Linked DNA regions of Mus musculus: regions 2, 3, 4, 5, 6 and 7 are each linked to region 1. A link is a contact called in public ChIA-PET, HiChIP or PLAC-seq, Micro-C and promoter capture Hi-C data. All regions are on one chromosome and are shown on one strand. The core of a region is the stretch at or near the end of the contact, and the rest is flanking DNA. Distances in the headings are between cores, read along the strand shown.

Region 1 (4,250 bases), core at 535-3,034:
TATATCCCTCCCTACATACTACGTCCCTAAAGATCATTCTATAATCCTTTATCCAAGGCAACCAGTGATGACTTGCCTGGTTCAACTGACCAGGATCTGGTAAGTTTTTTGAGTACCTTGAGTATGCTAATCATTATGCTCTATACCCTCCAACTCTCAAAGTGCCTGACAATGCTTACCGACATCCTTCTTCTGTCTGCAACAGGAAATAGCCTGTCACAGAACTCAGAGGAAAGCTGCTATGATCTAAAGACTCCTGAACACTTTGCTGAGCAGCTGTTAGTAACTCCCAGACGCCTGTTGGGCTACCACTGCAGTTAAATTAACAGTGAATCATCTTATTCCTCTTTAATCCTGCTGTTCTTCCAGAAAACCTAGAGATCTACCTTAAAAATAAACACAGCAGCAAGAAAAATAAGTTACTCTACCTCCAGCACTGTGCCCCAGGAAATCATTTCAGGACCTTTACATCACTGCTTAAACCACACCAGATCAGTTATATAAGACAACGAAGGCTGTAAAAGCATACAATTTTCTACTTAACCTTACCAAACATATTTGCAAGTTTTCAGTAAGTGCTAGAACGTTCTGTGTTTAAAAAAGGTACTGGTGCACTCCATCAGAACTATGCTGCCCAAATCCACGTCACAAATATCCTGCACTTGGTAAATTGTAGGTGTGTTTCTGGTTACCTGCTGCGCTTTCTGCACCCTTTGTCACCCAGTGATGCTCTCAAACAGCATATACTTTCCATCCCTTAAAGCGTCCTCGTACCCCCACAAAAACACACCAGACTTTGACGTTTCTTCATACTAACACAGAACCACTAGTGCCACTAGGTGCTGTGGCTCTCAAAGAATCTCTTCAGCAGCTTCCCCTGGGACAGGGCGCTCAGCCCGGCTCTCGATCGGTAAGAAGCTGCCAGCCGCCTTTGCAAAGGCAACAGGGGCCAACTCCATACCGCATTGCTGCTGCTGCTGCCGCCGCCTACTTTCTTTGGCGGCTTTGGGAAGAGGGGAAATGAGCCCAGTCCCCTACAGACCCCACTGGTCCCTTCGGCAGCACGAAAGAGAAACCACTGCATTGCTCAGCTGGGAAGCTCGCAGGAGCCCACTAAGGGCGAAGAAAGCACAGTAGAGGCGCCAGTCGGTGGACTAGGAAGGCGTCCGAAGTGCGACGACCGGCGCCAAGGCAACCGCTAGGCGCCCTCTCGGGGGATGGGGTCCTGCCGGGAGTCCCGCCAAGCCTGCCCGTCGCCCGCACGGGCCTCACCTGTCAGCAGCGCCTGGCGCTCGCCCGCAGCCGCAGCCGAAGGAGACGCCGCCGCTCCGGCCGATCCCGACGCGCGCCGCCCGCGGAGGTGCCGGGGCACCAGATCGCATCCGTCCGCCACGCCGGCCACCAACAACCCGAAGAGCAGCATTGCTGCCCAGCGCCGCCGGAGAGGGCGGCCCGAGGCCCGGCCCGGTGCCACGGCGGGAGGAGCGCTCACAGGAGCCGCCGGCCACTCGCTCACCGCCAGCTGCCCGGGGCCCGGCCGCCTCGGAAGCGGACTCCCGCCGGGTGCTGACCCGCTCCCTTCACCGGCGGCCCGCGAAGCTCGGCTCGCCGCCGCGTTCATTGGTTCCGGTTATTTAAAAAAAAAAAAAAAAAAAAAAGTGGGGGAGCGCAGTGGTACGGCGTCTTCCGACCCAGCGCGACACCCGCGCAGCTGCCGCGGCGACACCGGGATCCGCTGCTCTGGCGCGGCCAAGCCCCAGCCCAGCGCCCGCGCCGCCGCCGCGGCGCATCCCCCCGCCCCCTCCGGCCCGCGCCCGCCGTAGTACCACGCTCGGCCGGGCCACCTCCCTCCCCTCACACACTCGCTCTCATACCAATCCCCCGCCTCCCTCAGCCCCGCCACGGCGCAGGCGCAACGCCGCGGCACTGCGCGTGCGTGGTCGTGGGCCCCGCCCCTAGGGGCGTTCCCAGACCGATAGGCGGGGCGTGGGACAGCCGCCCAGGCTGTGCTTCAGGAGCCAGAGAAGCTGAGCGGGAGGAAGGAGTGAGTCTCGCCCACGCCGTGATCTGATGATGGGCAGCCTGGAGACCTGGATAAAGCGTATCGACGTCGCAGATCCTCTGAGTGCTTTAACCCCGTGGGTCAAAAAAAACCTTGCAGTGGGAAACAGCGGCCTCCCCTAACTTGGATGTTGGTGGGGGTTACCGGTTGCCAGCTTTGTAGAAGCGGAGGGAAACCCAGCCTAGCTTTGTATTTACTTGACAAACATTTGGCAAAGCGCATACCTTGTGCCAGAGTGCTAGGAATTTCTCTAAGCAATTTACAGTGGCATAGTGTAACTCAATCTCATCGCCATTTTACATGTGACGAAACCCAAGCGCTGAAATGTTAAAATAGCTTAACCAACCCACCGGCCCATAGCTAATAAATGGACATGGCCCGATTTATCAACTACTGAATGGAAATGTTCGAATAATGTGCTCTAGCTTCTTACTATTTTCCATGCTGACACTGAAGGCAGTCACTGCCACTCATCTGCCAAACCACCACTTCTATAGACTGCCAGCTGAACAGGTTGCCCCAACTACAACATAGACTTGACCATTTTGCTTATCTGCAATGAAGCAGTTTTGTGGATGCTCTTGCAATTCTGCTCCAGATCCAATTGATCTAAAAGGGGAAAAGAACCGGAATCTATTTCTTCAAGTAGATGCTACCATTGCAATGGGACTATGTTGTTGTTATTGTTGTTGGCTGTTTTTTTATTTTGTTTCAATTGTGGTAGGAGTCCTCAGGATGTGACCCAGGTAAATGGCACTCAGAGGCAAGCTACATACCTCAGAGACCCATATCAAAGCATTTCTTCAGAAAACCTTTGAAATGTAAAAGGAGGTGTTGAACACACACACATATTTAAGAACTCGAAGCTAGGATTGTTAAGAACATAGGTCTGACTACTGTTGGATTTTGTTGTTGGCTTGCAGTTTAGATCAGTTTGTTCCAGAAGTCAAGAAGTCAAATACATAACAATTCCTTAGGAAGCTTGACCAAAAGAATGTCGGGTAGTGGAAGAGGAAGATGCACACTGCAGAAAAGAATCAGGAATAATAACAAGGCTAATCAACCACAATTATTTCTTGACATACTTCTTAGGGGCATTATGTTGGAGGGTGGGGCCGTTCCTTACCGGGCAACAGTAAGTTTCTATTTTGCTTGCTGAAAGGCAGTGAAGCCTTGTGTTTGCTGAGTAGACAGAACTGCTAGGCACCGGATAACCAGGAAGTAAATAAGTTCCTTTCCTACTCTACAGGAGGCATCATTTAATTCATCAGTATTTACTGAACATCTCATATACGCCGAGCAAAGTATTATACGGTGGGGTATTATATTCAGCAGACTAAGAAACACTTGGAAATGTCAAATAAGTCAGAACTTGAAGCTCTAAAATTGCTAACAGTCCTTTCCTAGGGAACTTTACCATCTTGGACAGGAGATACAATTTTTGTCTATTACCTTATAGATTCTTACACGGTTCTGACTCGGAATTAGTTCCTAACGTGGGTAGTACAAACTATGTTACAGCAATAACAATATAAAACCAGGAAAAACTAGCAATCCACTGGGCCCGAGCTTCTTTAAACAAAGATGGCATACGATTTCTTTCAAACACAGGGCACACTGAGACCCGATAATGGATTTGGAATCATAAATGTTTATTTCTCTCTAGTGGGACCACAGGTAAGGAACCAGCATTCACCATAGCGGCCTCTCTCAGATAGACACGGGCTAGAATAAACCCTCTATTTTATAGATCTGTTTTATGGGTACCGATGTTTCTGGCTGCGCAGCCGTGGTGCACACTGTTACTCAGGGGCACATTGTTCCGGTGCATCATAGCATAGGCCTAGGGAACAGGCAAGAGCAAGTCCATTACTTTGAAAAAAAAAAAAAAAAAACCCATCCGTAGAATTAGATCGAGAATTACACTTGCAAAGTGTACACATAAACACAAGACTTGAGGCGGTGATAATCACGTCCTCTGCCCAGGTTCCCTTTCCTTTCCCTGGTAACCTAGAGCTTCCTGCCTGGTGCTTCTCTTGCCAAATTCCATCAAAATCTTCCTGGAACCCCTTTCCCTTGTTGGCCACCCTACTCCTACAGCCCAGCCCCCTCCTTTAAAGTCCAAACCTCACAACTTGCCGTGTATCTTCAGAATGTGTTCTCGGTCTTATTTTAACACAGTCTTGAC
Region 2 (4,250 bases), core at 1,303-3,802, 790 kb after region 1:
AAGAATTCCTGACTTTTCTCTGCCCTTTTCCAACATAGGAGTCATCAGGCAAGCCCATTCTTATTCCCTGGGCAACAAAGTTACTCAGTGGTCATTTTAGAGGACCAAACAGTGTCTAGGTCAGTTTTCTGAAGTGTGCCCCCATTGCTCCAGATGAAAATGGATATTCCTGCCCACTTCTGAATTCCTAAAGAGTGGGATAGTACCCAGTGCTACAGAAGACAAGCAAATACACATCTGGATACAGGATGCATTAAGTATGGCCCAGATCCAGTGGAACACCTCTGCATGGACTACACATGAGAAAATGCAGCTGCAGAAAGCTGACAAAGCTTTGAAAACGGTATCTTCGTCTGCAAGTCACAGGGGAGACCGTTCAGTTCCCTGAGAAAAGAAGTAATCTGGGCCCACAAGAAAGGAAAACACTCTGGAGAAAGGCCCAGGAAGACAGGTGGACACCCACAAATTCTGTCTTGCCTCTGACACCCTTTTCTTAAATAAGCCCACATTTTCCCACACACATATTAACAACCTAATGTGGTGGTCCTTGCCTGCAATCCCAGCATTTAGGAGGCTGATGCTGGAAGATCTCATGCTTCAGGCCAGTTTGGGTATATAGAATCATGACCCTGTCTCAAAAAAGGAAAAAAAGAAAACAAGAAAAAAGAAAATCAGGAGGAAAAAAAAATCTGTGGAATATTTTTTCTTTTGATGGAAAAAAAAATACAGATGGGATCTGGGACAAAGCCACCCCATCTTTTGTTCCCTTGGACACTAAATGGAATAAATAGTTCCCTGCATCACAGAGGAGAATTTTAAGTGCTTTGTTTCTGTGGAAGTGGGACAGGCATCCTGGCAACATCTGTCAAACTTCCCAAGTGCTTTATTGTGTTTGCAGCTGGCCAGACAGGCAGCATCCTTCCTGTAAGCCCATGGCTTGGAAAGTGAGACCTCCCTGCTTCTGTACTGTCACCTTGGAAACTCACTCACCAGGGGGCTTCTCTGGTAGACACCATCCAGGACCGACTGAGACAGAATTCAGGGGCACTCTGCCATCTATGTGCTTGTTCTCCAGATGCCTCAGACTAAACTAAGGTCTGAGAGCCTTCTAGCTGTGATTGGCCCAGAACTCATAGGCAACCTAAGAAACCAAAAATGAGCAAGAAAGTCCCAGCTCTTTGCTGATAGCCCCACTGTAGCCAGGTCCAGAAACTGACTCTGAGCTTTTCCTCGATCCTCCCCGCCCCACCTCCCACCCCCCACCGCGCCTGGCATTACTTGGACCACAGTAGTGACAACTCCTCAGGGAAAGGGTTGTGTTCCTTGGCTTCCAATCTATTAATAGTTCCCATCCACACACATCCACATCAGTGCCAAAGGGACAAACTTTTCAACATGGGTTAACTATCTCAGGACACCAGCCCTTGGCTCACAAGCAGTCTTCTCAGCAGCAGGACAGCCAAGCACTTCCTGGAACTACAGGGCAAGCCCGAGTTGCTTGCCCTGTCCACGAGTCTCATGTCACCTGCCAGTGGCTCCAGAACCCAGGTCTACTAACATCCAGTCTCACCTTGCCTCCCCAAAACCTAGGATGTGTCCTGATTTTCAAAAAAAAAAAAAAGCTGTTTGCGCACTTCAAGGGCCTCACCTCCTTTCATTTGGGGCTTGGGTACGATTGTACTGGCCTAATTAATTCATTTTCTCCTCGTCCAAGTGGAAGCCAGAGCTCAGGGATGCAAATCAAATACAAACCCGCTCTGGGCGCCAATACTCCAGACAATTAAAACAAAGAGCGCGGAGGCAGCAGCGGCCACACCGCACAAAACCCTGGGGAAACATCCAGAACGAGTCGCCAATCAGGCGGCAGGGTGGGGCACAGCCTGGGCTCTAAACCTGCAAGCAGGAAAGCAGCCCCAAGCCCTGCAGGTGACAGGTGGAGGTTAGCAGGGGTCAAAATCCATCCCTAAGGATTAGAAGCCAAGCGGCTGCGTGGCTCAACTCCAAGAAAGCACTCTCGGCCCCCGCCCTGCCGGAATGGCGCCCGGGCCACCACTACCCCTCCACCCCCAAGCCACCAAACAAACCTCACTGTCTAGTGCTGGGGCGCGAAGTGGGAATGAGAGGCAAGCAGCAGGGTGGGCACCCGCTAGAGATGCGGGAGAGAGAGATGGAGAAGGGAGGGAGTTGGGGAGAAAGGACGTGGAGGAAACGGAGAAAGTGGGTAGTAGAAGGGGTGGGGGGGGGGGATCGCGGACTGCAAGGGCGCGGAAGGGGCGGAGGAGGAAGCAAGAGAAAGGGATGGGGGGGGCGACCGAGAGCCCCGCGGACCCGGGGGCGAACAGCGGCCGGGGTGGGGGGCGGGACCACGAGGTCCCCACCTGTGTGGGCGCCTACGGCCAGGAGGGGTGGACGTCGTGGGTTCGGAGGGAACGACCAGGGAGGCGGGCTGGGCAGGGAGGCCGAGGGAGGGAGGGGACGGGACTGCGAGCGGGGAGGAGCCGGCGCTCGGTTGGGGCTGCGGGGGCGGCGGCGGGAGCGGCGGTGGCGGCGGTGGCGGCGGCGGGTCCGGTGGCAGCGGCAGGTGGCCCCGCGCGCGGCGGGCCGCCGGCCGGGGGCGGGAGGGAAGGTGGCGCCTCGGGCGGGGGCCGGTCCCTGCACCAGGTGACCTGTTCCGGCCGGGATCCGGGCGGCCTCGCCATGCAGTGGCGCGGCGCGGGGCTTTGGTGGCCACGGCGGCGACAGCAGCAGCAGCAGCAGCAGCCCCCGCCGCCCGCTTTCGGTCCCCCGGCCGCAGCCATGGTCCCCCCGAGCCGCGGTGTCTCCCCGGGCCTCGGCGGCCGCCCTACCAGCGCATTGCTCTTTCTCTGCTACCTGGTGAGCGCCGGACCCTATTAGGGTCCTTCCTTCTGCGCGGGCCCTGGGGACGGGGTGGGGGTGGCCTGGGACCCCAACCGCAGGAGGTGGGGACGTCGCCGCGAGTTTGTCTCTTTTCCTTGCCACTGCGTCCCGGGCGCTCCCAGCCCTTGGGATGAGTACCCGGGTGCGTGGACCGGACTTGCGGGCTACTCTCGCTGGAGTCATTCCTCTTCCTCATCGCCTTGCTGGAGACCAGGGCTAGGTTCCCCTAGAGTACCCTTCTTGTCCCCAGCGACGTTGGACCCTCCCTACCCTGCATTTGCTTCCCGCCCCTTGGATCGTGGCTCCCCAGCCCTGTCCCCACCTGTCCTAGGCTTTTCATTCACCTTCTTGAAGCTCCTTTGCTCCGTGTGCCCAACTTCTCCTTTTTCCTGCCCCCACCCCCCACCCCGACCCTCCTTTGAGTTTGCATCGGGTTCTTTCCGTCCAGACGGTTCTGTGCCACCGCACATCGCATTTCCAGAGGCTCTTTCTCAACTCCTTGGTCACTCCAGCCAAGTTGCGGGTGCCAGAATGAAATCTACTTCTTTGTACCACGCTTACCGCCAGAGTGGTGACTTTAGTTGCGTCTTGAACGCTGTCGTTTCAGAGCTGCGTTTGGCTTATGCACAGTTTGCAATTTGCACACTTCTTGCCTTCTGTTAGACTTACAAACTAGATGGCAGTCACCTATTTTAAATACCAGAGAAAATGAGACCCTCAGAGTAAGGTGAGGAGCTATTTCCCAGTTCTTTGGCTGACTTGCTCTCTCCCATTTGTTCCTGAGTTCTGAGCAATAGTAAATTTACAGAAGGCTACACCCTTGCTGCCCAGCCTACCTTATGTTCCAGGATCCTGCGGAAAGCTTAGGTTATCTCGCCGAATATTACTGTAAATAAATGAAAAGGAAAATGCTGAATCATGAAACTGATGTAATAGGAAATTCACAGAATGCTTAAAAAACGAGCAATGTCATTGTCCAGAACCCCGTTCATGTGCACTGACGGTGTTTGGATTCTGGTCGTCTTCTAAGCTCACCTGCTAAGGAGGTGCTGACAGGGCTTGAAATTTAGGTTTGAAGAAACTTGTCACCTATGCAAGTTTGCTGTTGTTTTCAACACTCTTTACTTCTTGACTCTTTCATTTCTTGAAGCAAGGCAGTGTAAAAATGCAAATATTAATTGTGCCCCTCTCTCTACCTGTTGAACAATCCTTTCTTATATACTTGTTCCTTAGGATTAACTAATACCGTGTGTGTGTGTGTGTGTGTGTGTGTGTGTGTGTGTGTGTGTGTGTGTGGTTGGGTTTACTTTATATTTTCATAAGAAGATGCCAGGTAACGTAATGGGTATGAT
Region 3 (4,250 bases), core at 918-3,417, 720 kb after region 1:
CAGTTTTAGAAAGGAAGGGTGAGGTGGGGGTCAGAGGCTCAGAGTACCACCATGGGGTACAGTCCCTTCTTACAAAATAAAAAAAGAAAAGAAAAAAGAAAAAAGAAAGAAAAGAGAGAAGAAAGGAATAATTTTGCTAAATTATAAAGCATTTCAGCACTCTAGCCCTAAGCCCCCACAATCCTTCAGTGTGAACATCTTGTTATAGTAAAAAGATTTCAAACAATAGAAAAACCAGGACCCCTATCTGTCCAGAGAGATGAAGAAATGGAAAAAGCGAATACAAAGCAGAAAACCTTGGGGCGGCTGAAATAAAGGAAGCTGATGTGGTTTATCCATCCAGAGCCTCTCAGCTCACACGAGGCCATTTGATTTCATTTAATGGGCCAAATGCTCTCTCCAGTCTCACTGTGAACCAGAGGCTACAAACCAGGGAGGGAGCAAAAGCCTGCTCCTTAGGCTGAGATACACACACACACACACACACACACACACACACACACACACACAAAACAAAACCAGGAAAGCCAAAGATGTCACCAGCAACAATGGCCCCTCTAAAGAAGGACCAGGAAGGGGACCCAATCAGTCTACCCACCAAGCCATCAAGAGAAGAGTAAATGGTCTCTGGTACCTTTTAGAAAGGGGGATGACAGAAATTCATTACAGGACAAAGCTTAAAGTAAAAATATAAAATGAAGACACGTGTCTAGATCGCTGTGCTATTGCTACAGTGGCAAAAGCTACCTGGCATCTCTGTACAGATCTGTGTTCTGTCTGTGAAGACCTGTCTGGGCTACAGAGCAAATTTAAATCCAGATTGGGCCATTTAGCAAGCTCCCGTCTCAACAGTGAAAGTGGACTAGAGGTGGGGTGCAGGGGATACAGCTCAGTAGAGCACTTGCTAAACATGTTCAGGGCCTGTGTACAACCCCAAAGAGGGTATGGGAAAGTGAAAAAATAATCAAGTCTAAATTGATACAAAAGGGGATTTTAAAAACTGATTTTATTTATTCATCGTTAGCCGGTTTGCTCCAGACCCGAGTGAGTCCAGGAGGGTAAGCTATATCCTCAGAGCCTGGCGGAGTGGACTCTGACCTTAGTTGCTTCAGTATGCCAACATGGCTTCCAGAAGCTCCAAACTCAATGAACGAGAGACCCTCCTGACTATTCATTTGACTACACAAGGTAATAGGCTGGCAAGATGATCACATACGCATCTTGAATTGAATCCTGGAAGACGGTCCCGTGTTCTGAACGGGCAGCGGGGACTGTCTTCCCCCTGCAGCATGGGATAAGGCCAGCTCCATCCATAGCAGGGACACAAGGGGAAAAGGGAAGAGGGTGGAATAGATAGTACCAGGAAAGACAGGATAGATGGTAGGAAAGACAGCTGCGAACATCTGTGACGGTCCAGCTTAGCCAGCGCCACTCTTCTTTAAGGCCTCTAAGTGTAATTATTTTTATTGCTTTGTTGCTTTCTAGGCACACAATAAATATTTAATAAGTAGATGTGCTAGTGAGCAATTAACTGGTGACTGGTCATATTTCAAAATCTTTAATGCTGTTCAACACAAGCACACATACATCAACATATACAAGAAGAAGCATATGTGCACATAATTATAAATAATACATACTAAAACATTAGGAAGACATTAGGAAAATACAAACATAATTTAAAATAACTGTATCACAGGGCCGTCACACTTACATGGTTCTACTGCTTCCAGATTTTTTGTTAGTATCATACAGATTTTTTAAAAAGTGCTTATCAATTTATGAGAACCCCAGAAGCAACAGCAAAAAGAAACTCAATGTGAAAAATTTCAGACAATCAGTGTGAGTCCTCAGCTCTTACTGTGGTCGCCTGTAGCCCCACAGAGAAGTCTCTGGATCAAAGATGTCAAGTGGGCAACTCCTTATAGCTCCCATGGAAGACCAGTTAGATGGGTCCAGCTACCACCTATCAGCAGAGAGGTCAGGAAGGGTGACCCAGCTTTCACCCCTGCTGCCCAGATCCCTGATTCAGAGACGCAGGGACCAGCCAAAGGAGGATGCACCAGGGTTCCCTCCATTACCTCACCAGGGCATGCTCACCCCAGGCCTGCCTCGGCCACACTGCTCTTGGCAGGCGAGGACTACAACAGCAAACAAGGGATTTCCATTAGAGTTTCTGGGGATGCTACCTACTACAGCAGGCCCAGGGAGAGGAACCTCCCTCCTGTGCAAACAGCGTTTCTGGGACTCCTGGGACTGAAACCCAGAGCACCTGCTTTTGCATTTCTTTCTTCCTCTCTCTCTTCTTTCCTTTTCCTCTTTCCCTTCCTCTTTATCTTCCCTGCCCCACCCATACATCTCATGACTCAGGGGCTACCACACACTTGCTATATAACAGGCAAGACCTTGAGCTTCTGATCCTCTTGCGCTGGAATTGCAGATGTGGGCTGGATGCAGATGTGTGCTGGATGCAGATGTGGGCTGGATGCAGATGTGGGCTAGCACACCCACCCTTTCGTAGTACGGGGAATTGAACACAGGGCCTCAAGTATGTCAAGCAAGCACTCTGACTGACAAGTGAACGACGGCCCTAGCTCCTTGTCTTATTTCTAACTCACGTTCTCCTGGGGACCTTTGCAAAATGTAATGAAACTAGCTGCAGTAGAAATAAAACAGATCCATGACGCAAGATGCCAGCCAGCGTCTTCGTCAAGTGACTCTAAATGCTTTTGTATCTTTCTCTCATGTCTGTTGATCATTCTGGGTAGGAAAGAACAGCCCAACAACACTGCTAACCACGATCTATGATTAGGGCTGCTCTAGAGAGAGCAGCCTGGCTTTGTTTTGAAGTCTTCAGGAAACTTCCTGCTTAAGTTTCTTCATGCCTCCTACTAAATCAAATGAAAAAAAAAAATCTGCCTGGCATTTAAAGGTGGGCACCCCATGTCCTTACTACCACTCCATTCTTCCAGGTAACCATCTCTCAGTATCGATGGAGTGCCCACTGTGCATCGAGCTGACAGGTGGGAGAATGCAGTGGTGCACCAGACTCGTAAAGCCCATAATGTAATGATCCCCAAACACTGCTGTATCTAAAACAAGGCCACCATTGTCGTCCAGAGCTCCGTCCACACCATAGCTCCATCCCTTGCCACAAGTCAGAATTCTAGGTACTTCTCAAGACTAGTTTTTTAGCACTGTAAAAAAGTATAAGGTTTTTTAAAAAGGTATTTTTAATATATTAATCTGTATGATTTTACTTCATCTCTATTAACTATAAATGAGTTTTCAGTTGAATACATATCATGTATGCCATGCCTCATCTTGAATGAAGGCTCTAACATACAGTCTAAGACCAAAACTAAAGTGAGAAGAAAATGGCGTGAGAAGGGGATGAGGTCACCATAGTGACCATGGACATGCCGCACATTCACAGGCACTTCTTTTAAAGTTTTATTTCTGTGTGAGCACATATCACATGGGTGTTCACCACATTCATGACTGGTGCTCTCAGAGGGCATGAGATACCCTGGACTGGATTTAGAGGGTCGTGAGTGTGTGGTGCTGGGAATCAAACTATTGGTTCCCTTAACCTGAGCCCTCTCCCCAGTATCCATAGGCAGTTCTTGAAGAGCAGAGCCCCAGTGTCTGAGCTTCTTATCAGCCAAAGGGAATGGTCCTGTTACACACTTCAGTGTTCCCAGGCTGAAATTTGCAACTGCTCAGCGGTATTGCTATTTCTGGCTGTGGGCTTACAAATGTACCCACAGGAGGTACCGTTGGGCATTTGAATGGCTGGATGGAGCTTTCTTTATCCCAGTAACAGCAAGTATGCTTTCAGTTCCTCCCCTCCTGTTACAACCTCTTCCAACACAGCAAAACAGGTCCAGGACAACTAACCAGCCAGGGCAACAGATGAGATTCCACTACACAGTCCTCGAAAGGTTTGACTGAGGAGCAAGAACTCAAAACCTCCCTTGAAAACATTTCTGCTTCCATGCCCTCGTGCGAATGCAGAGATAATAATAAAAGAGACCCAAGGCAGAGAAACGTGAGAATGCAAAGGTCTTCTGTTGGGACAGATATTCACAAGTACTTATATGTGGTGCATGTATACGAAAGATATGTGGGTACATGTCAGTATGGATGGAAGCCATTCGGGGGCCAGCTGCCCTGCTCTCTCCTTGCCACCGAATGTCTGAGACAGGGTCTCTCGTTGAACCTGGAGCTTGACCGGCAGTCAGCGATCC
Region 4 (4,250 bases), core at 875-3,374, 680 kb after region 1:
CTTTTCTTTCCTTTTTTTTCCTTCTCTTTGAAAAAGGCATTTTTGAAGCCAGATGTGGCGTTCCACATCTGTAATTCCAGAACCAGAGAGATGGGGGGGGGGGGGCGGTGGCAGGAAAATGAGTTCAAAGCCATCCTTGCTACCTGGCAAATTTAAGATCAACCTGGGCTCTATGAGACCCTGCCTCAAAACAACAACAACAACAACATCAACAGCAAACCTTTTCCCCATACTCTCCCCAATAGACTTCCTCTTCCCAAAATCACAACACACACCACAGCAATGGTCACTGACTATCCTCAATTCATTTCTGGTTCATCCCTCATTTCCGGTCCCTGATGTTTTAGGGACCAGCAGCTACGTTCTTAGGCAGTAGTCTCCATGTTCTATGGATCAAGGAGGAGATGCATACGTTGCCATGGAGCTATCTAAGAGTCTCAGCCTACTCCCGCATCTCTTGACTCCCAACAACGGTGTCTCTACTGTGCCAGGAACCGCGGACTTCTCAGAGGTCACCTGGTTGATGAAATAGAAGTAGGTGAATGTCGGGTTCCCAGACCTGACTGAGCCATTTACCAGGTAAATAAGCCTTGATTTTCTAAAAATGCAGGATCATGGGTTCCGTGCTCTGGGGCTATCCTGGGGACCAGAGAGAGTAAAGTTCTGTGCCCAGCCTGGGCACATTGCTGGACTCTTCTGAGCCACAGAGCTCGCTAATGAAATAAAGATCCCCTTCACAAGCCCCAGTGAGGACTAGAGAGATGGCATAGAAAATGTCAGCGTGGGGTCCAGGTCTTAAGAAAACACAGTGGGGGCTACTATTATTTAGGCACTTCACAATTCCTGTGAGATATCAAAACACAGTTTCCAAGGAGCTGAAAGACACGGCTTTTACAACGTATAAAGTGGATGCATGTCAATGTGTTATTGATCTCATTGAAAATAACAGGGAAACTAGGTTGAAGGCGAAGCTTATTTAAATAATATTTTAGATGTTTATGCAAAAAAAAAAAAAAGAAAGGAAGGAAGGAAAGAAATGTTAAAATTAGCTTGCTGGCGTAGGCACAAAACTGGTTCTCAGTGTATCATACGTGACAGCAACACAACCCTAGGCTTTCCCTGCTAGCAAGGGAATCCGGCCATTGGCATTTATGCAGGATGGAAAGCTGTGTGCTAACACAGCATACTCAGTATCTGGCTTTCTTCTGCAAGGAGTGGGGAAACTCTCCTAAAGACATTGAAAGAACATTCAGAAAGCATGTGTAGGACCACCCCTGAGGACCCCTGTAAGGATGAACAGCTGTAATTCATCCATTCGGAAGGACCGCAAGTCACTCAGTCCTAGGCTCGTTTGCTTCCAAGAGTTGGAAGATTTCCTTTAATAGAAGTAATCCAAGAGAAACTTGCTGATCCCCTCACTGTGACCTGCGGAACACAGGATTGGTCCCTACCCTCTAGGCTCTCACTCTCTGGGATCTTTAGAGGCAGGGGAAGAGAAGGGAGAGTGACTAAAGAAGTAAATGATAGCTTTTACCCTGCACCATAGACCACTTTGTATTGCTTTAGCGTAAAGCCTGAGGCTTGTAACTTAAAAGGTAAAAAGGCTTATTTGCCTCCTCCTCACGGTGGCTGGAGGCTCTGCACAACTTAGCAAGGGTATCTCAGCAAAGATTCCTTGGTATCTTCAAAACCTGGCAGAGATGGAACCCCCAATGTCTAATTGTCACCGTCTCCTAGATCTCACCTCTCAAAGCATTTGCATGTCAACACCCTGGGGACCAAGCTTCGAGCACAGGAGGAGCCTTTTGGAGACATATAATATCCATACCATAGTACTATGCGAATGGGGAGTTGGACATCTACCCCCCACACACCCACCCACCAAAGATGCCCATAGAAAGTGAAAGTCAGGTACAGAAGGGACCATGATGTGGGAAGGAAAGGCTACATTAATTGGGGGTGAGACAAGGCCACCCAGGAAGCTGTGACCAGCCAGAGCTGGCTACTGCAGCTTGCTTTCGCTGTTTGCTAATGAACTTGTTCCAAGACCCACCGGGCAGTAAGGAAAGAGCTGGGGCTGGGCTGAGCAGTGTTTTCTGTTTCCCCACGCCAGCCCCCACCTCTCCTTGCTTTTAAAGTTCTGCCTTGCAGGGACAAAAGGTCTGCACTCAGTCATTTGTACTTATGTATTAATCTAAACCAGCTGCCTCACATCTCCTGAGGTGTTTTGATTTTTCAGACTTAGACTTTTGAAATGGAATAAAAGGTACTGACCTGTATAAAAGAACCTGGCTCCTGCCACAGAGGTGGGGGTGGGGTATGATGCCCGGGGCACAGAGCTTCTGCGAAGATCCTTGAAATCTCCATCCCCCCACCCTCCCCAAAGAGACAGGCTGAAGCTACTTAGCAACCAATGAGCAGCTCAAAGAGTCCAGAACAGGTAGAGAACACATCTGCTTTATCACCCATATGGCAGCTTCTCTTACAAGACAGTTAGCTTTTATGAGAAAAGGTTGGCCTCCGGGCCCAAAGATGGTGGTAATAGGATCCCCTGAAATTCTTCAACCTACAAAATTGGATGTGGTTTAATTGCCTGAGAAGAAGTTATTTCAAGGCTCCCCTTGGCCTTTGTGGAGCCTAGGATCATTGGTGATGCTGGAGGGTTCGAAGGGAAAAGAGTTAAATTCAATAGTTCTCACCATGCCACACTTGAAGATCATTCATTAGTGAAATCTCCGATGCATACGGCCTGGAAGAAAACGTGTCCCTTTCACCTGGCAACTGACTAATTCACAGTCCGAAGTGATCTGTCTGCCACCCCTGCCCTCCTTGATGCTAGCCTTGTTCATCAGCTGAGTCCCTGGCTTTCCGAGTGAGTCTGGCTCATGGCCTCTGCTCCCATCTTCTGGCCCCAGCAGCTCCCACAGCCTCCTGGGTCATAAGACTCTTCTTCCTTCCCCAGGTTTATAGCATCCCCTAGCTTGGGTTTAACTGCAGCCTTCTTGACCTCTCTGGTGACTGTCTGTCTTGCATCTCTTTCCTCTTCCATTCTCTGAATAGACAGGCATCAGTGTTTACTTTGTTTTCTGTCAGTCACTGGGAAGACAGTGAAGCACCGAATGACCCCAGTTTCCTATTGTCGGCAGGGAGCTTCTTTTGTTGCCAATAGCCTACTCTTCTGCTGCAGTCATGTCACTAAGAAGCCACCACTCTGAAGAGCCTGCAATGTGCCAGGCACTGCCTTGGTACTGGAGAAACATAAGTGACCATCTAAGAGACACAGAGAGGAAAAGGGTCCAAACCCATCTTTTGTTCAGGAGCCCACTCTCTCTCAAAAACAAACTGAATCGGTTCACAACTGCAGAGCCCTCGTAGCCTGATCACCAACCACTTCAAGGATCTCTTCAGTGCTACGATAGTGGTGGGTAAATTTCAGCTTGATTTCTGGAAGGGCACTTAACCCGAAGCAGTCACTGAAAGGGACAATAGAATAGGTCACACCGGCTTAGCGGCCAGGGACACTTCTCAAGAGGTGGCCTTTGGGGTCATTGGTCAGCTTCTGAGGAGCCAGTAGCAGCCTTGGTATCAATCTCCACAGACATCTTTTAGGAGGGCTAAGGAAGTTTCCATGGTCTTGGCTTCCATACGAAGAGATGTATGTCTCAGAGAAACACTCATCCAAGGAAAGGAATCGAGCCGAGACATGGAGCTTGGAACCCAGAGTCTTCTGTGGTAGAAACCCAGAGCTGTTTCACAGTGCTCTGGTCTCAGTAGACCCAAAGCTATCAATGACACAGGCCTTTGGAATTCCTTTTCCATCTGCCGTCCACATACATGGTATCCTAATGAAGCTCCCAGAGCCCTAACATTTACTTATGGGCACACCTCAGGCCTGTGGTTGGTAGCTCTATGTGACTTTAAGGAAACAACCTTAAGCTCTCGCTCCTTCCTCTGTGTCACCTGTCTCCTCATTATGAAATGGAGAGAGCTCCTGCCCCGACTCATGGGTTCAAGATGACCTGGAAGTGAGTGGTGGCCACACAAAGGAAAAGCCATGTCCCTTTCCAGCACTCCATGCATTTAGTAACCAACCAATGGGGACATGGAACATTGGTCTGTGTCCCCTGAAAAAGCTATCCTGAAATAGGAGCTTGAGGTTCCCATAATTGTGACCTTATTTGGAAATCAGGTCTTTGCAAGTAGAATCATGTTAAGATGAGGGAGTATTTGGTTCGGGCAGACATCCATCA
Region 5 (4,250 bases), core at 738-3,237, 640 kb after region 1:
CTAGGCCCACCACAGGCTTGCTGTTGTAAGACAAGGCAACCTTTGAACCAATTTAAGAGGTAGATTTTTCAGCCGGCAAAGCCAGTGCACATACACAGAAGAGTTTTAGAGCCCAGTGGAGGCTGAGTCACCAAGAGAGGACGGCTGGCTCATGAGACATCTCCCCGACTTGAAGGCTTCCAGGCCAAGAAGAGATTTGTAACCCGTGCAACACAGAAATAGCAGCCATGCCCCCACTAGCTCTCCCATCTCAGGAAGGCCTTTCTCATCTCACACCAGTGAGACCTGTCCTCACCACTCATCCTCTCCCTCTGCGGCCTACACATTCTCCGACCCAGTCTTTCCACTTCAGAATGATGGAGTGTCTCCTTCTAAGGGACTTTGGCCTCTCACAGGGAGGAAGAAACGTGCCCAGTAGGCCCTAAGGAAATGCTCACGGGGTGGACCAACAGACTCCTCGTTCTTCCTTCAACTAAGCACATGTTCAAGATCCCCTCACAGGACTGCTTCATGCTCATCTAGAGCTCAGTGCTCTATTCCATCTTCCTCTGTAGCCAAATTACCCTACCCAACACACACACACACACACACACACACACACACACACACCTCACACACACCTCACACAAACACCATACACATACACACACATACACACACCATACAAACACCACAGGCACACACACACACACACCTTACACTAAAATTAATAATAATAATAATAAAGTATTGTTTATGCCCAGAAAGAATTAACAAATCAACTCATAATAAAGTAAGACAATTATAATAATATAACCTAATAAACATTTTGTGAGTGTGGGCTCTCTCTCAAAATGTCTACCGTCTCTCTACTTAGAAGAAGCCCTGCGTGGCTTCTCCTTGGCACAGCCCAACCCACTACAATCCGCTCTTGTTCTCTGAGGATGAGGTCAAGGAAAGTGAGAGTTGCGAGGACCTTGGCACTATGACAATGCGCCTATCAATCTGAAAATGGAGTCAGCTGTCTATACGAAATGTTCCTCCCACTCCAAAGGGAAGAAGATAATTGATTCTTATATGATTCAAATACGAGTGACCATGGACTGGGAACACAGGTTCCCCTTGTCCCAGAATAATGCATCCCAAGGTGGAGACAGTTTGGAGAACTTTATAGCTAAGGACAGGATTAGGGACTCAGGCACTGTCTGGTAGCATTCTTGGTTTGGAGGTGGGTGAAGGTTAAGCTCTGGTTCCTGTATTCCAGCAGGATTTACCTGATCACAGGAAGGATGTTACTAAAGATAGGAATGATAAGAGGCTATTAAGCAGACCAAAGATAACCAAAGAGGAGCCTGGATCGACAGCATTCCAACTCTTCGTAATCGTTACATTTTAATCAGTTCATCAGCCCAGTGGACTCTTTAACATAGGTGTGGCTCTTTTCTTCTTCTTCTTCTTCTTCTTCTTCTTCTTCTTCTTCTTCTTCTTCTTCTTCTTCTTCTTCTTCTTCTTCTTCTTCTCCTTCTCCTCCTCCTCCTCCTCCTCTTCCTCCTCCTCCTCCTCCTCCTCCTCCTCCTCCTCCTTCTCCTCCTCCTTCTCCTCGGAACTCAGTTCACGCCCATCCTGAAATCAAATAACCCACTGCATGGTGGCTTCCAGAGGAGAAGGACCCTTTGTTGGGGGGGGGGGGCGGGGGAGGTTCTCAAACAACCAAGGTTTAACCACCTGCTCAGCATTTAACTGCTCAGAAGAGGCCAGATTAACCAAGCAAAAGACTCCCATGGATCCTTTGTGCCTCTATCAACCCAGCCAACTTCCCTGGAGCTTTGGGGACCATAGGGACAGTAATAAACTGAATTCCTGCAGTCCTCCGGAGGGATACACTCTGGCCGGTGAGAAAGGATGCTAGCAGGTCGAGTGAGAGGTGCTGAGGCCACAGACAGGACTTCCCCAGCTCCACCCTCCTCTTCTGGGACCCTCCCTCCTAGAGAAGTCATGGTCCTGTTTGCATGTGGCGTTGCTGCCCCCTCCTGGGAGATGCTGGCAGCTGCTCCTCATTCCCGAGCCGCCCAGCCTGTTCCAAAGCCTCTGTCTGCACTCACCATGGGGGTAAACTTTTTCATTGAGATCATTCCCATTAAAATCACCCAGGTCAGCCAGGCTGGTGGCTGTGGAGCAGGCCTGTAAGCCCAGCCTAGACAGGAGGATTTGGAGGTCGAGGATGGTCTTAACAACTTAGTGAGACTCTATCTCCTGAGAGTAAAAGCAAAGAGCAGAGACAGGATATTGCACTTGCTGACTTGATCAATATTAGTGGGGTGCCGGAGATGGGGGGGGGGAGGAGTGGAATCTATTAAACTTGTCTTCCTTCTTTTGGTTCATATTCCTTGGGTCTTCATTTAATCTGTCTTTTTGTCCCCAACCGGCAGCTCCCATCAAGAGTGGAGTTTGGCACACAGGGTGCCTCTGTGGCCTCAGGAAGGCAGGGACTGATGCTCCAGAGCCTATCAGCTCTGGCCACTTGGTGCCGTGGCACCCCTTGCCTGAGAGCAAAAAGTTCCTTGAACCTTGAACATTATGGGGGGAAGGGGGGGGGGGAGCGGTGCACACTTGCAGATCATCTGGGCCCTAAGGTACACCTGCTTCCAGACAGTGCTCTTGCCTAGCATGAATAAGCTTTGGCTTATAAAGTAGGCTGAGATAGCTGGGGCTAGCTCAGTTGGTAAACTCCACCTAGCCCTGGGCTCATCTCCAGCATGGCCTAAGACCCAGTGTACCAACATATGCTTGTAATCGCTCAGGAGCTAGAGGTGGGAGGGTCAGAAGTTCAAGGTCATCTTCTGCTGCACAGTGAGTTTGAGGCCACCTGAGGTACCGGAAATCCTGACTCTAAAATTAATAATAATAAAGTATTGTTATGCCCAGAAAGAATTAACAAATCAACTCATAATAAGTAAGACAATTATAATAATATAACCTAATAAACATTTTGTGAGTGTGGGCTCTCTCTCAAAATGTCTACCGTCTCTCTACTTAGAAGAAGCCCTGCGTGGCTTCTCCTTGGCACAGCCCAACCCACTACAATCCGCTCTTGTTCTCTGAGGATGAGGTCAAGGAAAGTGAGAGTTGCGGGGACCTTGGCACTATGACAATGCGCCTATCAATCTGAAAATGGAGTCAGCTAACAGGAGGGGCAGACCCTGCCTCCAGGCCAATTCATGCCCGAGAGGTGGTTCAGATGCTGTGAGATTCTAAATGTACTACCCAGAACTACTCGAACGGCAAGCAACTTAAAACTTATAATGGAAGCCGGGCGTGGTGGCGCATGCCTTTAATTCTAGCACTCGGGAGGCAGAGGCAGGTGGATTTCTGAGTTCAAGGCCAGCCTGGTCTACAAAGTGAATTCCAGGACAGCCAGGGCTATACAGAAAAACCAAAAGCCAAAAATCAAAAAACAAAAAACAAAAAAACAAAACAAACAAACAAAAAAAAACCCAACCAAACCCCCCCAAAAAAACAACAAAAAAAAAAAAACGAACAAACAAAAAACAAAGAAACAAAAAAATTTATAATGGTTTATTTCTGAAAATATCCCTTCACGCTTTTGGACCACTATTGGCTGTGTCCAGCTTGCTACGCTGTTGTGAGCCATTTCCACCACTCAGCCCATTTTGGGCTTCTCTAGCAGACATCAGACTATTGCTTAAACTCTGGTCCTTAGAACCCATGTAAGTAGAAGTATAATGGCACTTAAACTCTCTCTCTCTCTCTCACACACACACACACACACACACACACACACACACACACACACACACACACACGGGGGGGGGGGGGGGGGGAGGGGGGGGAGGGAGACGGAGATGGAGACACAGAGATAGAGAACAAAGTAACCAATCAGTCCTAGAGAAACAGAAAAGTAAAAAAGAAGTCAAGTTTGCTCAACCTGTGTAGACACCAAAGCCAAGTGGGGCCCCAGGTCCTGCTGCCAGGCCTGCCCTGCTCTACTGCTCCCTGTCAGGATCTGGCCTCTCTTTACTATGCTTAGCCCTTGCTCTTTAAGTAGTTTTCCAGCCTACAGACTACTCCTTTTCTTCAGTTGTCGGAGAAGCGACCTCCACTGGTGTTTCCTTTTAAGACCTTCTCCTTTGATTGTTTGGGGTATCTGTTTGTGTGATTTGTGTGAGGGCGGTTGTTTTGGCTTGGCATGGGGATGCTTTGTTCTTTTAGAGACAGATCTCAGGTATTCTGGGCTGGTCTCCAACTTGCTA
Region 6 (4,250 bases), core at 871-3,370, 620 kb after region 1:
CCCAAAACTTTCCTGCACTAGACTTATGCTAAATTGGGGGTGGGAGAGGCAGTAGGATCACAATGGGGTTGGATGTCTTAAGGGTACAGAAGGTAGCACTTCAGTTAATAGCCCTGGTGCAATCATGCAGACTGGAACTTTCCAAGAAGAGGGGATCAGATGTGTTCAGTGAATGATTCCTTGAGCAAAATTACATCAGCAGAAGACCTTGAGAGGAGGTAGTGTCATCTCTCTCAGCATCAGTTTCTCCATTCGCAAACTGGACGGATGAGAGAGCTATTGAGAGAAGCTGTCTTCACTGAAGCTGTATACAGAGACTTCGCATGAAGCCAGTCAGTTCTGAGCTAGAGGAGACCCAGGGCCAACCCCTGATGACACCATTGCCCTCTGCCAAGGGAACAGGAAGGATGGGGGCATTGGGAGATCAGAGGCATGGAAAGAGGAAGAGAAAAAGAGATGGGGTGAGGAGAAGGCGGAACAGAGAGAAGAGGCTGGGCTAGCTAGGAGGGGAAGAGGAGGCAGCAGCCTGCAGAGCAGGGGGATCCTGGGCTTCATAAGCAAGAGGAAAGGGCGCTTTGGCGGCAGCCCAGTTTCTGATGGGGGAAAAGGAGACAGTTGGTTCTCCGATGGCTGGCAGATGCCCTGGGCTCCAGCAGATTAAAGGTCCTTGCTCTCCTGTCATACACATAGCCTTTGTTAGATTATTGAGCACCATGGGGGCATGGCTGGACCAAGATCTGATGGCTATCCTCCCTGAGTGCTATGTTGTATGAAGAAGGCACACAGGACTTCAGAGAATTCCCAGGGCTGGAGGAGACACTCTGTTGTCCCTTTCCTGATATCCCTGCCCCCCTCCCCCATCTTCAGTCTCCTGGCCCATTTCAGGTCTTTGTCCCAACAGCACAACCTGCCTTTTCTTAGTTCCTGTTCCTGTTCTTGATGTTGTTTTGACTGTGGGTTTCATGTAGTCCTGACTGACCTTGAACTTGCTACATAGAGGTTGGTTTTGAATTCCTGATCCCTCTAGCTCCACATCCCAAGTGCTGGGATTACTGGCATGCACAACCATGCCCAATTTCTTCTTGAGCATTTTTGTTTGTTTGTTTGTTTTTTTTTGTTTGTTTGTTTGGTATGGATGAGAAAGAAAATGCGTAGGACACTCAAAAAGAAGACAGAGAAATGGGAATTAGGTGGGTGGGGCCACTTTTCCTGCTATGTCAGTGGTGGACCAAGAGGACCAGTAACAGATGCACTGCAGAGGCAGCCTTTCATGGACTGGGACCAATTGGTCACAGTAACAGAGATTAGATCAGTAACTGACAGGAAGGCCTGTTACTAGAGCACTGCCCACAGAGCTCTTACAGCGCCTCCCCTGGTTTGCTCTGGAAGTGACCCCAATGGTCTCCACTGGCTACCAGGAGCCCCACCCTCTATCCTTGCCTGCCTACCTTTTAGAAAGCCACCTTGTCTGTCAACAGCCCAAGGAAGAATGAGTGTATCTCTGCAGGAGTGGAGCTCCTCACTCATCCTCTTTCAGAACTCTGCATTTCTCTGGCTAGAGGAATACAGATGGTGCAGAGAAAGCCAGAGGACTAAAAGCCGCCTCTGACTTTTAGGCAGAACCCTTTGTAGGCAATTCTGACATTCATTATTGTCCCAGTCTCCCATTTCCTCCCCTTGCATTGCAAGCTCCTATATGAAGAATGTCATACTCTTCCTGGACCTTATTAGTTAGCTTTCTGTCTTCCTTGCTATCCCAGCCATGTGGGGACTGAGGGATGGTGGCATGGGGCCCCTCCTGGGCTCCTCCAGCCTGCTGTCCTGACAGCTCTAAAGTGTGTTTATCCTTCTGAGGGATATACCACTACCCTCTGCTCTTTCTGCTTCCATTACCATCCCTTCAGGCCAGAGACCACCTTAGGAGAAAAAAGGAAAGTTCTCCAGGAGAGCAGAGAAACGCAGGGCCATTCAGAGCCTGTTTACGGAGGCTTTTCCTGAACTTTACAAACCCAGCACTAAACAAGTGTGAAAGGATTTTTCAAGGAAGAGACATGCTTTTGCAATTTGCTGGAAGTTTCCCCTCGTGTTCCAGAAAAGCAGCCCTCCCCATTACTCACTAGGGAGGCATGCAGGCCAGAGAGGAAGGCGAATTGAGGAATGAAAACAGGCCTTCCCCTTGCCCGTGTTAAACGGCACTTAATAATCAAATTGAAAAAACACACAAATGAACTGAAGACCGGTTTCCAAATGGGCTGCAGCCCTGAAGCCAGACTTCATGGGGCCATGGCGGGAAGAATTTGAGTCTTTGCCCTAATTGGGCTCCAGGCTAAGTGGCTGATGGGAGGGCCAGATACTGGTGTCAACAGGAGAGTAGAACGGAGAGGGCCCTTTGAGGTATTTCTATCCTTCCCCGAGGGCGTTATCTTCTCCTGAACTTCTCTTTTGCTATATAAACTTTCTCAGATCTCCCCCATGGAAAAGAGAGCCCCTACTTGACCCTGAACCTTTACTCATTAACTCACTCATTCGCTCATTCCTTCATCCCCCCATCAAGCCCATCTCCAGTTACACTGGCTGTCTTAGCTCTAGGATCAAAGCAAAACAGAAATACATTGAGGGCTGGAGAGATGGCTCAGTGGTTAAGAGCACTGACTGCTCTTCCAGAGGTCCTGAGTTCAATTCCCAGCAACCACATGGTGGCTTACAACCATCTGTAATAGGATCCTGTGCCCTCTTCTGGTGTGTCTGAAGACAGCTACAGTGTATTCATATAAGTAAAATAAATCTTTGAAAAGGAAAGAAAAGAAAAGAAAAGAAAAGAAAAGAAAAGAAAAGAAAAGAAAAGGAAAGCAATTGAAAAAGCCAGAGCTTCTCCTTATCCCAGTTCCCTCCGGGCATTGTTCCCAGGTCTCTTCTCCTGTCCAAACGTATCTTCTCACTGTACTCAGTCAGCCCCTTCAGAATCTCTCCCACACTCACTCCATCCAGGCTGGTTCAGTCACTACCAAGCTCAAGAGCAGTTATTTCTACCCGTGGGTACTTGCTGGTCTGGAGCCTCATCAATGCCCCTGTCTCAGTGGACCCCATTTTGTCAAAGGAAGTCAAGAACAAGATACATACACTTCCAGTGGGAGGTGGACACCCCCTCCTTCATCCTAGCCAGCCCTTCACAGTTACCTCGGCTGTTCCCTCTTCTCCTGACCTCTTGCCGCAGAGTGGCCTGGCTCTCACCCTTTGGGCCTTTTCTTTCTGCTCATTCCCTTGATGATCTCACCCAGTCTAATGGCTTTGAGATCATCTAATGTGGTGAAACTTTCAAATTTTTATGACTTTTCCTAGCTCGTCCCCTGAATCGCAGGCTTGCAGAGCCTGCTTCCTGCTCAGCATCTCCACACCCATCAAATAGCTATTCCAAACTCAACATGCTAAAAGTGGTCAAGCCCAAAGTCCTTAGAGGGGTTTTCAAGATCTGAGCTTTCTACCTTCCCCCAGTTTTTTTCATCTCCTCCAGCCTAGCCATGCTGGCTGCCTTATTACACCTTCAAAAGGCCAGGCAGGGTCGTTCTTTGAGGACTTCTTTTCATGCCTCTCTTCATGAGTTTGTTTCCCTTAACGGCTGCACAGTTAGATACAATGTTTGTATGGATCCAATCAAAAGTATTTTTGCCATTCAGCCTCTTAACTTATTTTTATGTAAAGTAAATTGACTCTGTGTGTGTGTGTGTGAGCACATGCATACGTATCGTCTATGTGTGTAGTGAATGCGCATGCCTGTGTGAATGTGGGTCCCATGCAAACGCCAATGCCAGCGCAGGACATCAAGTGTCCCTCTGTATCACTCTCTGCTGTTTTCCTGGAAATAGGGTCTCTCTCTGGACCGGAAGCTGACCTTTTCCAGTCAGCAAGCTCTTGGGATCCACGTGTTCCTCCTTCGCTGATGCTTGTGTTTAAAATCAGTCTAGATGTCATATAGAATGTCCCGTGGTGTCATTTAACTTATTCCTCCATCCCTGTTGGACTATAAAGGGGCCTCTTTTTTGTCCTCCCTCACACTCCAGGGAAGACTTCCTGTGGTCAGTGCTGGCTCTCTGCCAAGGCCTTAAACACCTGCTTAGCCTCTATCGGCTGCTCACTCTTGCTTACCTGTGCAGCGCTGGAGGACTCATGGTCTCCGTGCTATCCCATGCCCTGTTCATTCATTTGTCCTCTTGTCCCCTCTTTCAATGGCTTGACTTGTGTAACTCAAAATA
Region 7 (4,250 bases), core at 529-3,028, 600 kb after region 1:
ACAGCTCTCCTGTCTAGAGTTGGAGTGGTATCCCACGAAGGACTCAGCATCGATCTCTCCTCTTTCTTGGTTTGTCTTAGTTTAAAATGGTTTTCCCAGATGTAATTTTTCTTCAGTCTGGAATTTTGCTCTGTTTGCTTCAAACTTCACTATGAATCCAAGTTTAGAATCAGGACTATTATAAATAGCATTTGTATAGATCAGGCATTTGGGGAAGCCATGCTTTAACCATGAAATAAGTCTCCTACTGAAGATGACTCCATCCTCCATCCCTTGGCACTTCCATTTACCTCTTCTCACACCCTTCTCTCATGTAGAGTTTGAGGAAATAGTAGCAAGTCACCCGCAGGGCTTCCCCAGAAGGAGTTGCTAAGTTTAAGTGCTAATTAGCTCAGTTGCCAAAGTGTAAGTGCAGAGACCTGAGTTCCATTTCTAGAGTTCACGGGCCAAGTGTGGTGGTACATGCTGTGATACATGCTGGGGTCACAACACAGGAAGGCTGAGGCAGGAGGATCCCCCTGAGCATCACTAACCAGCCAGCTTAGCCTAGCCAGCAAGCTCCAACCCAACAAGTGACAAGCTAGGTGGATGACATCTAAGGACCAGTAGTCAGAGTTAACAGGTAAGGGAGGGACGATGCAGAGAGGGTGGTGGTGGTTGGCGTAAGGTTAAAAGAGAAGGAATTTTCAAAGCTTTATCAATATTTAGTAGATTTGACACTGAATTAGGACCTTTGATGTAGAAAGGGGTTTTAAAACAGTAGTAGTTTCTCTATTTGGGAGTGGTGGTATAAAGAAGACGCTGTCACTTCAGTGCTCATTTTAACCAGTATCTGGCCCAGAGGTTGGGGACCATCATGATATGAAGGCGAATCCATGACACTTGGATGATTCTGGCTGATGCCCACCTGTCATTTATCTCAAACACCCAGAGAGAGGGGCGTTTCCAAGGAACTGTATCTAGAACCCTGTCTCTGGTTGGTTACTTCAGCTGTAATATCCCCTACAGATCCAGATCCAATGCTATTTTCCAATATGTCTTCAAACCCTGTTTTCGGGGCACTCTCTCTCTACCAGCCTCCTCAGGGGCACACTAGTTTCCACCTCAGAAACTTTGTCCCTGTTTAGACATTCCCAGGACATCTCTCTTCTACCTGTTGCCCCAACCCAAACTTCCAAGTTCCTACTGACTCTCAGATGAGCCAAGCTGCCCTTGACTTTTCCAATACCCAATGATTTCACAAGTATTTTTTTGGGGGGGGGATCATGATCAGTATTGCATTTGGGGTGTGTGTGTGTGTGTGTGTGGTGTTCATTTATGTATTTTACATGAGTTTTACATATCAAACTTGGGTTCTCAGGTTTGCAAGGCAATTGCTTTGAGGCCTGAACATCTCAGTCCTGTCCTTGATCTTTGATGATCTCTTAGAGTTGTTTCGATTGTTCCTGAAGGAAAAGGTTGTATGTGTCTTAAGCTTGTTCTGTATGTCTAAACTGCCTCTCCCATGCTGGCCATGCTTAATATCATCCTGCAGTGGTACATGTTCTGGAAGTCTTCACTGGGCCTGCAGTTGATGTGTCTGTGTTTGCACAGCTTCCCTTTATCTCTGCAGGCTCTGACCAGAGTTTGCCCCCGGCCTTACCCAATTACAGGAAAAATAGTGTTCAAAGTAGGAAGCTAGTTCTACGAATCCACATTTCCTCTGTTAGGCAATGAGCTAGCTGCATGGGGCGCAGCATCTGCTGACACATAGCACACTCATTCGGTTTGATTTCATTTATGTCAGAAAAAGACTATTTCCATTCAAGTCACACGCGGTGAAGGGTAGTGTGGTAAAGCGAGTCATTTTACTCCCTTTAACAGCAGCTTCCTCTTCTAGAATTTTCCAGCTCCAAGGCTTGGCAGGTTCTATGGTTTTGTGGCTACTCGAGGCTTCGAGCAATGCATCTAGCAGATACATTTGTAGACAAAGGGAAAGACTCTGGGTTTCCCCTTGCCTCTCTGTTCTGGGTCTGATGTTAGCAGATGGAAATAGAGATGTTTGTTATCAGTGGCCTAGGCTTTCTCTCTAACCCGGATGGATGTAGCTAAAGATAGTTATGGTCATGCACCCGGGCGTTTCCTCTGTTAACTCTAGGACCCTGTCTGTTATCCTCTAGCTAAGACTCTGTGTTCACCTCGAGGATGGTAACATTAACTGGTCTGCTCAGGGACATCTAGATGACTTCTTTTTGAGAAAAAATCTTTTGTTAGTCTTCTTCCCACTGTGTGAATCTAATACTGAAGCTTTCTGCTTCTAGATTTTTCGATGGGGCCTGTGAGAAACTCAAGGCTTGCATCACTGACTCATAGGGAAACAAATGGAGGCTTATTAGATGCCCTTTCTCTCTCTTATGTGGTGTGAGCAACAGCAAGAGTGTCTACCACTGTCAGCTGTCATTTCATGAGTTTCTATTTCTGTGATTTATGTCTCTGCTGTGTCATTTCAGGTGTCGCACCTTGGGGATGTTATGGCTAAGATAGGAGGTGATTTTCACTCATCAAAAATCGGCCCTTGTGTTTGACAGGGAAAGAAGGAAACCATTCTGTTATTAGTCTTTTAAGTGAATATTAACATCCCCATAAATCGATGATCACTGAAGAGCTCTAAAGTCTTTAGAGATTTAAAGATCTCTAGAAGAGAGATCTAAAGTTAAGTTTAATTTAGAAATGTCTATTACCTAATAGCTGCTTGGGTTAATAGGTTTCTAAGGCAGCTAATTTATTTGGGGCATGTTTTCAAAGGGAGTTGATTGGATGCATGTTTGTACTTCTAAAGGATTTACCAAAGAAGGTATTATTCAGTGGAAAGGGACAGGGGGATTACTGCTCCTCGTTATGTGAAGTTAGTGTGATCTATGTGCCTTGACTTCTGTGTACGTTCAAAGACACAGCTCTTCTTTGATATCTACAAGTAATGATGTTATGGGGTGCAAGGAAGCAAAAGAGGGAAACCTGAGTTTCAGAATAGAGTAAGCTGTTTGGATGAACACTGACACCGAGTAGGTCTCTTGTCCTCTTCTACGTATTCAAAGTTCTTCAAATAAATGTGCACATGCAGGAAAGGAAAAGAAAGAGAAAAGCCATCATTTGGTCTCAACAGTGTATCAGCCTAATTATATTAGACACTGGAGACCTGTGTGACTCCACTTTTGATCCATTCTTACGTGAAGTTCATTATTATCTGTTTTTAATCATTGCTCACTTCAAGAGTAGGACAATGGAGATACAGGAGAAACTTTGAAAGCATTTGGGGGCCTTCCCGAAAGCTTTGAAAAGCATTTCTTTGGAAACATTTCTGCTGAGGCAGCGGGCTGGGTGTGAGTGGGTGTTGGGATGGGTGTCTGGGCTTCCCCTTTTCAGATCTGTTTACCTTACACAAATCTCCATAGAAACAAGGCTTGTTTCTGAGGTGACTTGAGGGTTGCCCCGGAGGAACAAGCAGAAAGACAGAGAGCTGAAATTTTCCTATAATCCTAAGAAGGCCACCTATGGCAAGAAATCATGAGTTCTACTGTGCCTCTCCTTAAGACATAACCCTCAGAACTAAATAGTCTTTGTGTTACAGACAGAAACCTTTAACTCTGAACACTTACTCAAATCGTAAGTGACCCACCCATATTTACACCCGGCGTCTCTGACCCTGATACCCACGTTCTTCCTATAAAATGACACCCCCCAGGAGCCGTGATCTCTCCTCCCACATCCCCTACACATTTTCCAGTATGACATAAAACATACTGCACTTCATGTCACCTTCTTGAGGGTTAAAGAAGATTCTCGCAAGGAAAGGGATTCTAGGAAAAAGGAGAAATGGAGCAGATAACCCAAGATTAGAATCAGGAAATGTTTGGACAGCCTTGAATTTCCCCAGCAATACATGGGGTGACCCCAACTGAATACTGACTTCCTGTGACAACCTCTGGAATACAGATGGAAAAGACCGTAAGACAAGCACCCTGACTAGAGGTATCACCAGTACCTAGCACCGTCGGATTTCAGTAAGTGTGGGAAATACGTAGAAGTTTTTGAACTTCTGAGACACTAGGGCAGATCCTGTATTTGGGCTGTGAATTTAAAGAACTCAGCTATCAGGGACTAACAGATGAAGAGGTATGGTGTAAATGTAGAGACAACTGTGACCCCCATGTGCCCACATTTTCCCCTTGAGCCCCGAGGTGCTTGCTAACACTGCATCCCTGGACCATGAA

What was found. Promoter capture Hi-C pulls out the DNA fragments that hold promoters and counts their contacts. Hi-C and Micro-C count contacts between places; a contact is called where the count stands out from the background. ChIA-PET counts read pairs in DNA pulled down with a chosen protein or histone mark. HiChIP or PLAC-seq counts read pairs in DNA pulled down with a chosen protein or histone mark.
Region 2: a Micro-C map of embryonic stem cells shows a contact between it and region 1, with 7 times the contacts expected there. The contact joins the promoter of Sel1l3 here to the promoter of Stim2 in region 1. A contact is called at or near these places in 4 of 39 promoter capture datasets (the C10 cell line, embryonic stem cells, liver and 1 more), 4 of 484 Hi-C or Micro-C datasets (all in embryonic stem cells) and 6 of 115 datasets of contacts at active chromatin or transcription factors (embryonic stem cells, large pre-B cells, pancreatic cancer cells and 1 more).
Region 3: a contact with region 1 is called in an H3K4me3 HiChIP or PLAC-seq map of pro-B cells, with 2.5 times the contacts expected there. The contact joins the enhancer-like site here to the promoter of Stim2 in region 1. A contact is called at or near these places in 7 of 39 promoter capture datasets (the 3T3-L1 cell line, the C10 cell line, cranial neural crest and 3 more), 3 of 484 Hi-C or Micro-C datasets (Sertoli cells, cardiomyocytes and forebrain), 6 of 115 datasets of contacts at active chromatin or transcription factors (bone marrow-derived macrophages, embryonic stem cells, pro-B cells and 1 more) and 1 of 9 other capture datasets (embryonic stem cells).
Region 4: an H3K4me3 HiChIP or PLAC-seq map of embryonic limb bud shows a contact between it and region 1, with 4 times the contacts expected there. The contact joins the enhancer-like site here to the promoter of Stim2 in region 1. A contact is called at or near these places in 12 of 39 promoter capture datasets (the 3T3-L1 cell line, the C10 cell line, cranial neural crest and 5 more), 1 of 15 datasets of contacts at CTCF or cohesin (embryonic stem cells), 2 of 484 Hi-C or Micro-C datasets (embryonic fibroblasts and forebrain), 13 of 115 datasets of contacts at active chromatin or transcription factors (the NIH/3T3 cell line, bone marrow-derived macrophages, embryonic forebrain and 3 more) and 1 of 9 other capture datasets (embryonic stem cells).
Region 5: a promoter capture Hi-C map of embryonic stem cells shows a contact between it and region 1, with 5 times the contacts expected there. The contact joins the enhancer-like site here to the promoter of Stim2 in region 1. A contact is called at or near these places in 13 of 39 promoter capture datasets (the 3T3-L1 cell line, the C10 cell line, the HPC-7 cell line and 6 more), 1 of 15 datasets of contacts at CTCF or cohesin (pro-B cells), 10 of 484 Hi-C or Micro-C datasets (the C2C12 cell line, Th1 cells, cerebellum and 3 more), 23 of 115 datasets of contacts at active chromatin or transcription factors (CD8 T cells, the NIH/3T3 cell line, acute myeloid leukemia and 13 more) and 1 of 9 other capture datasets (embryonic stem cells).
Region 6: an H3K4me3 HiChIP or PLAC-seq map of bone marrow-derived macrophages shows a contact between it and region 1, with 4 times the contacts expected there. The contact joins the enhancer-like site here to the promoter of Stim2 in region 1. A contact is called at or near these places in 2 of 39 promoter capture datasets (cranial neural crest and hippocampal neurons), 1 of 484 Hi-C or Micro-C datasets (muscle stem cells), 8 of 115 datasets of contacts at active chromatin or transcription factors (bone marrow-derived dendritic cells, bone marrow-derived macrophages, embryonic forebrain and 5 more) and 1 of 9 other capture datasets (embryonic stem cells).
Region 7: an RNA polymerase II ChIA-PET map of effector CD8 T cells shows a contact between it and region 1, with 14 read pairs. The contact joins the enhancer-like site here to the promoter of Stim2 in region 1. A contact is called at or near these places in 2 of 39 promoter capture datasets (the HPC-7 cell line and neural stem cells), 1 of 484 Hi-C or Micro-C datasets (CD4 T cells) and 5 of 115 datasets of contacts at active chromatin or transcription factors (CD8 T cells, bone marrow-derived macrophages, effector CD8 T cells and 2 more).

The regions. Positions count from the first base shown.
Region 1 is chr5:53,996,057-54,000,306 of GRCm38.p6, reverse strand. It overlaps Stim2 (stromal interaction molecule 2), which reads right to left and starts at 1,784. Exons shown (of 12, transcript NM_001081103.2): 1 at 1,273-1,784. The coding sequence starts at 1,423. Gm30601 (a long non-coding RNA gene) reads right to left here. Exons shown (of 2, transcript XR_376962.2): 1 at 4,190-4,250; 2 at 3,694-3,905.
Region 2 is chr5:53,211,754-53,216,003 of GRCm38.p6, reverse strand. Sel1l3 (sel-1 suppressor of lin-12-like 3 (C. elegans)) reads left to right here and starts at 2,552. Exons shown (of 24, transcript NM_172710.3): 1 at 2,552-2,874. The coding sequence starts at 2,698.
Region 3 is chr5:53,280,803-53,285,052 of GRCm38.p6, reverse strand. No RefSeq gene overlaps it. Among named protein-coding and RNA genes, the nearest start is that of Gm40303, 16 kb to the right of the region's middle. Within about 2 kb of position 2,167, at least 15 of the 459 cell types and tissues checked have an H3K27ac peak or open chromatin away from gene starts, as enhancers often do. A contact at or near this core is called in pro-B cells, where this site is marked.
Region 4 is chr5:53,318,350-53,322,599 of GRCm38.p6, reverse strand. No RefSeq gene overlaps it. Among named protein-coding and RNA genes, the nearest start is that of Gm40303, 53 kb to the right of the region's middle. Within about 2 kb of position 2,124, at least 8 of the 459 cell types and tissues checked have an H3K27ac peak or open chromatin away from gene starts, as enhancers often do. A contact at or near this core is called in embryonic limb bud, where this site is marked.
Region 5 is chr5:53,352,993-53,357,242 of GRCm38.p6, reverse strand. No RefSeq gene overlaps it. Among named protein-coding and RNA genes, the nearest start is that of Gm40303, 88 kb to the right of the region's middle. Within about 2 kb of position 1,987, at least 46 of the 459 cell types and tissues checked have an H3K27ac peak or open chromatin away from gene starts, as enhancers often do. A contact at or near this core is called in CD8 T cells, bone marrow-derived macrophages, cerebral cortex and 4 more, where this site is marked.
Region 6 is chr5:53,374,996-53,379,245 of GRCm38.p6, reverse strand. No RefSeq gene overlaps it. Among named protein-coding and RNA genes, the nearest start is that of Gm40303, 110 kb to the right of the region's middle. Within about 2 kb of position 2,120, at least 104 of the 459 cell types and tissues checked have an H3K27ac peak or open chromatin away from gene starts, as enhancers often do. A contact at or near this core is called in bone marrow-derived macrophages, microglia and muscle stem cells, where this site is marked.
Region 7 is chr5:53,400,414-53,404,663 of GRCm38.p6, reverse strand. No RefSeq gene overlaps it. Among named protein-coding and RNA genes, the nearest start is that of Gm40303, 140 kb to the right of the region's middle. Within about 2 kb of position 1,778, at least 109 of the 459 cell types and tissues checked have an H3K27ac peak or open chromatin away from gene starts, as enhancers often do. A contact at or near this core is called in CD8 T cells, the HPC-7 cell line, bone marrow-derived macrophages and 3 more, where this site is marked.